2 separate regions of the Mus musculus genome follow, and region 2 is linked to region 1. The links are chromatin contacts, called in public HiChIP or PLAC-seq maps. All regions are on one chromosome and are shown on one strand. The core of a region is the stretch at or near the end of the contact, and the rest is flanking DNA. Distances in the headings are between cores, read along the strand shown.

The links. HiChIP or PLAC-seq counts read pairs in DNA pulled down with a chosen protein or histone mark.
Region 2: a contact with region 1 is called in an H3K27ac HiChIP or PLAC-seq map of extraembryonic endoderm stem cells. The contact joins two enhancer-like sites. A contact is called at or near these places in 2 of 115 datasets of contacts at active chromatin or transcription factors (extraembryonic endoderm stem cells and trophoblast stem cells).

Annotation. Positions count from the first base shown.
Region 1 is chr2:140,706,408-140,709,107 of GRCm38.p6, reverse strand. The region is part of intron 3 of Macrod2 (mono-ADP ribosylhydrolase 2); the gene reads right to left. Among named protein-coding and RNA genes, the nearest start is that of Flrt3, 36 kb to the right of the region's middle. Within about 2 kb of position 1,322, at least 7 of the 459 cell types and tissues checked have an H3K27ac peak or open chromatin away from gene starts, as enhancers often do. A contact at or near this core is called in extraembryonic endoderm stem cells, where this site is marked.
Region 2 is chr2:141,050,192-141,053,017 of GRCm38.p6, reverse strand. All of the region lies in intron 5 of Macrod2 (mono-ADP ribosylhydrolase 2), which reads right to left. Among named protein-coding and RNA genes, the nearest start is that of Flrt3, 380 kb to the right of the region's middle. Within about 2 kb of position 1,522, at least 4 of the 459 cell types and tissues checked have an H3K27ac peak or open chromatin away from gene starts, as enhancers often do. A contact at or near this core is called in extraembryonic endoderm stem cells, where this site is marked.

The DNA.
Region 1 (2,700 bases), core at 73-2,572:
TATATATATATATATATATATATATATATATATATTCAATATGCTATCCAAGCTTAAGAATGATTGACACTCTGGTACTTGTCACGACATGAATAAGCCTTAAAAGCACAATGCTAAGCAAAATGAATAGGGGACCAAAGGGAGAATGCTTCCGGATGTCACTGTCAGGAGTTACCTAGGCAATTCCGTGAGCGCAGAAAATAGCTCAGGAGTTTCTAAAACATGGGTGAGATGTAGAATTGTTATTTAATGGTTACAGAGCTGCTTCTATAATAAAGAAAAAGTTCAAAAGGCACACAACGTTGTGGATAGTCTAAATTGTATACTTAAAACGGGTTGTATTGTAGAGTTCATTTCTTATAATTTAATATATGCTAATATTGAATAATATACATTAAATTGGTAACTTATATAATGTGGAATTATACTTGAATTAACTATTTAAATTATATCGACCAAAAATGAGCATAACTGACAACCAGGAGTGCGTAAAAGGTGATAATCTGCAGCGTGGGCTCTGTGTGAGGAGTGCAGACTCCAGACACTGGTATTCCTGGGCCTGAAGCATGGCTCTCCCTCTTTGCCAACATATGACTCTAATAAGTTACTAAGCCTCCCAGTGCTGCCATGTCTTCTGCGAAATAAGGATCACAGTGCCCTTTTCTTAAGGCTGAGACGAGGATTAAAATAATAAATGTTTCAAAGTGTTCAGAGGAGTGCCTGGCACGTCTGAAGCACAAGAGGCAGCGATCGGTATTATCCTGAGAGAAGCATCTAACTCCTGGGCCACCACACAGCAGCAACCAGCTGCATGGAAGACATGTGCTTTGCCTCTGGTGGTGTTTGTTATGGATGAAATAGAGCAAATGTGGAGTCTAACAATGGATGCTGTGGGAATGCTTTCCCAACTAGAGCACAAATAAACAGAAAGGTAGACATTGATCCCGTATGACTACAGAGAAGGGTTGCCGAGGCCTAAGAAATTCTGCAGCTCAGGAAACAGAAGCGAGAAAGAATCAAGAACTTTGACATGACCCTACTATGTGTCTGAAAATGAAGGAAAAAAGCAAGGTTCCCAAGCTCCTACATACAAATTGTGATATCTAACTAATGTCAAATCCATACTAACAATACATTATATTATTATCTATGGCTGTGTGCCAGATTCTGTGGTAACTAACACTGAGATAGAGTTTAATCGGAGTGTGCTCTTAGGAGCCATGGAAGCAAGATTAAGGAGAGAGACTGGAGCAGGAAGGGCCCACAGAATTATCATGATCAAGACAAAACAGAGAGACCTTGGCACTCCCTGCATTGTCTAGTCGTTTTATCTGAGCTGCAGCCAGGGAAGGGAATACAATTCTGAAGCAGCTCTTATCAACAGAGGCCATAGCTCAGAACACCTGGAAAGCACACGCCACACTCTTTGTACTTTAGAAAGAAACATACTCCGGAAAGAGACTACTTGCAAATCTCAGTGCCACTACTGGTGTTTTATGTTGTGGTCCACAAAGCGGAGGCAGCAGCAGCAGCATGGCTTGAAAACTTCTTAGAAGCACATGTTCTTCTTTGATTCAGAGCTGTGGAATCAAATTTTCTAGAGCTGGGTCCTAGGCGTCTCAGTTTCAATAACACCTTCAGATAGTATTAATGCAGACCGAATTAGAAAGCCACACTATTTATGGTTTAAGATGCAAAACGCACACATGATGAGACAGATGCTGAGTGTAGTGTACTCTTATAGAGGCTTATCTTAGGCTGGAAAGCAATCACCCAGTGCTCTCTCTGTGGTCATGGAACTGCTTCTAGAGTTGAGGGTGATTACTAAGTTGCACAAAGTTGGAGTACTAAACATGTGACACAGATCAATGGAAATGTGAATTAGGAAAAACAGGCTATGCTCATTGCAAAACAAAGTCCATAGATATAAAGGAAGATGCCAAGGAGGAAAATATGACCTGAGAAAAGCAAAATGATAGATCTTGGACAACTCTAACATACTTGCTGTGTGACTCTTCCCTTAAGCTTTTAAAAGGATCTGTAGGTAAAGAAATACCAAGATGAGCTCAGAGATGAGGCAGGAAACGGCCCAAAGGCAATGTATCCCTTCTAAAGAAGTAGAACTTCAAGCTAAAAGGGAAAGAAAAGGGAAAATGTTCAAGTCTGCACTGGGTCTATATGATGCATTACACTGGAAGAAATTTTGGTGACAATGTACTGAAACCTCGGTACTGAAAAGGTTCATGGATATGGTCACTCCGATTATTCAATAGCTCAGGAGTGATGATGTGGTCCTGTAACTCATTTGAGCCTTCCAGGAGACATACTGGAGAAATACAGTGACATAAAGAAGGCCCACATCAATCGCTTCAGGTTTTGGTGGTGTTTCATCTGTGCCTGGTGCAGCTGACATTTCTCCATCGTCACAGTCCGAGTACACACCTACACAACTGTCATTTGCCCTGTACAAGTACACTTTGGGGTTGGCAAGTGCACTAACCGGAAGATGGACATGTGTTGTCCACTGGGGAAAGTCTCCTTGCATCAGGGGTTAATTTAGATAGTACACAGGTTTAAAAAAAAATAAGGAAGAAAAGAAAAAACTAAAGCAACTTTACAAAATTCTTGTAAGGTAAGGAAACAAAATACTTGTATGGAAACAACGGAATTGTTTTATTTTAGAAATAAGGAAGCTGACTC
Region 2 (2,826 bases), core at 273-2,772, 340 kb before region 1:
TTGCCTCTGCTTGATATCCAAAACACAACTAACCAAAAAATCACCATTGACTGCAGAGATGACATGTTCTCTTTCCAAGAGCCATCTCAAATAGGGGTGTTAGAAAACGAAAGATCTGTCTGCTTACGCTTGTGATGCTTGTGCTTGTGATCTTAACCATGTCACAGCAGCAGCCCTCTCTCCTCCTTAAGCCTAAACAAGAACTGCAAGGCATGCCTTATACTTTTACTACAAAAGAGAAGTTCTTGAAACTTAGTGGCCAGCCCAGCTTACTTATTTTCCACATTTTATTTTTGAAGGTTTTTTTTTAGCCTTTGAATCTAGTTATAAATTATATTTTTTTGGGTAATTTAACTCCAAAGCTATAAAAGGATGTACATGGCTATTTACATGCTTAAAATATGACTCTTTCTTAGAAACTTGTGCGTGCACAGGCAAGCGTACACACATGCATACAATTGTCCTTTTCTTAAGGGTCTGTCTGTCTCTCTTTAAACAGCATTGCTTAACTCTAAAGCCTGTACTGTCTCTGACCTCCACTCCATATAATTACTAACTACAAGGCTTCTGCTTTTCCTGAGGAAAGGCCCCTCAAGGGGAAACACCTCAGTCTCCTGGCAACAGTGATGATAGGCTATGTATCCCAGATGCCTCTGACAAACTATGGATTTACGGACCAACAGATTTGACAAGTAACCATTCTTGCCTTGCTGTACGTAATAAAGAATTGTACTTTTCCTGTTTTGTATTTTCATTCAGTTCAGAGAACACTGTGTCAGGGACAGGATGGATTCCTTGTCTTTTATCAGCACCTACACATAGTAGGCCTTCAGGAAATAAGCACAGTTTAACTTTTATTCTGAGAAATGCTTTACCTTTAGCCAAATCATCAAGAAAAGGTTTTGGAAAACTCCATTCGATCTATTGAATCAGATGAATGACTCCTGATGTATAGACCTCACAGGGTACCACAAATCAGATAACAAAATTCACACAGCAATATTAAATCAGCAACTGCAAAAGTAAGTCTGCTTTAGCAATGAGGGGAAAAAGAGCTCTATATTCAAATACTACATTAGTTATTCATAGTCAAAGATATCTTCTTCTTCTTCTTCTTTTTTTTTTTTTTTTTTTGGTTTTTTGAGACAGGGTTTCTCTGTATAGCCTTGGCTGTCCTGGAACTCACTTTGTAGACCAGCTGGCCTTGAACTCAGAAATCCGCCTGCCTCTGCCTCCCAAGTGCTGGGATTAAAGGTGTGTGCCACCACTGCCCGGCTAAAGATATCTTCGTTACTTCTGTAAGATTATGTGTCTCCACATGGGAAATAATTCCACTGACCTACTAGGCTGTATATAAGATGTCACACACATTTGTGGAAGCAGCTGGCTTTCTAGGTATGCAGAAGCAAATGGAGTCTCACCCTTGTCCCTTCCTTCCTTCCTCCCTCCCTCCCCTCTTTGCTTCCTTCCTTCCCAACTTCCCTCCTTCCCTTTCCCTCCATCTGAGAACAAATGCCTGCCATTTCCATGCAAGCTCAGTGACATGTGCCACCCACCCTGCTTTCATTCTCGCTGCTAGTACTGTTTTGTTACACCACTGACTTCTCAAATATCTTTTCATTCTTCTCTTTTCTCCTTTCTCCTGCTCAATTTGATGAGCTTTTCACAATAAGAAATTACAACTGGGAAAAAAGAAACTCCACCATCTTTATTAGACAGACTTTTTAATATCCTGGTTACATTACTGAATGTAAACAGGAAGGATAAGTATGTCTACCCAATTCCCTTCCCATTGTCTAGCAAGCAAACATTTCTCAACTGAGCCATTAATCCTTCTATTGTTTTCTCTTACCAACAGTCAGAGTTGAGAGATTAGGAGATACTGGCAATTCAATTCAGGATCACAGAAAAAGTCCCTGAATGCCCCCAAAACAAGAAAGGTTGACCTTTCTCATCAAAATCTCTCTAAGTCAGTGTAAACTCTGAAGGCACCATAATATTTATTGGTAGCCTTTGTATACTTGAGGTATGGCATAATAGTGAAAAGAAGACTGTAGCCCTGTTCCATATTACCTTCTCCAAGATACCCAACAATGACTATTCTCTTAAGAGCATTAAGGCATTACGGGGCACTCACCATGTCAGAAGCTGTAAGAAGTGAGGAAGATGATACCAGCCAATTCTAAATTTCACTCCCAATCATGTTTTTATGGGTCTGCTTTGTCTTGTAGGAAAACAGCCCTGCTGTGTAGCTATTCTCCAAGACCCTCACACAGAGTTATACAGATTTGCCACTCACTTCTCTTAATGCATACTAACTTATATTTATGTTGTTGGCACTCATCCCTAAGTTTCTCTTGCTGAAAATGATTTCCTCATTTTTTTAAGATACAGAGATGGTATTAATATGGATCTCCAAGTCTTGACTCTCTCCTGGAAAAATGTTTTTTTACAAATACATTTTTTAGCAACACAGACCCTGTTTTGAAAAGATACAGGTAAAGTGAGCCTGAATGTATTTGAACATTTCTTCATCATAGCCCTATTAAAAAGTTCGGGTCTGTAGTTTTCTTAAGCCTTTTGCAGGAAAAGGTAACTGCTTCACACTGATAGAAGAGGTTTGAGCAGCACTTAGGAAGCCAGCTAGCAGTGGCTTAGCTAGCTCCAAAGTAAGTTCTATTAGAAGGAGAAATAAATAGACAAAGTGCCAAACTCAAAACCATTCTCCTACAGAGATAAACTATAAGTACCCTGCAGAAAGTGAAAACAGCTCTCAGGGGAATGTTTGAGATGTGGGCCAAAGAACAGTGCAACTGTCTATGAGTT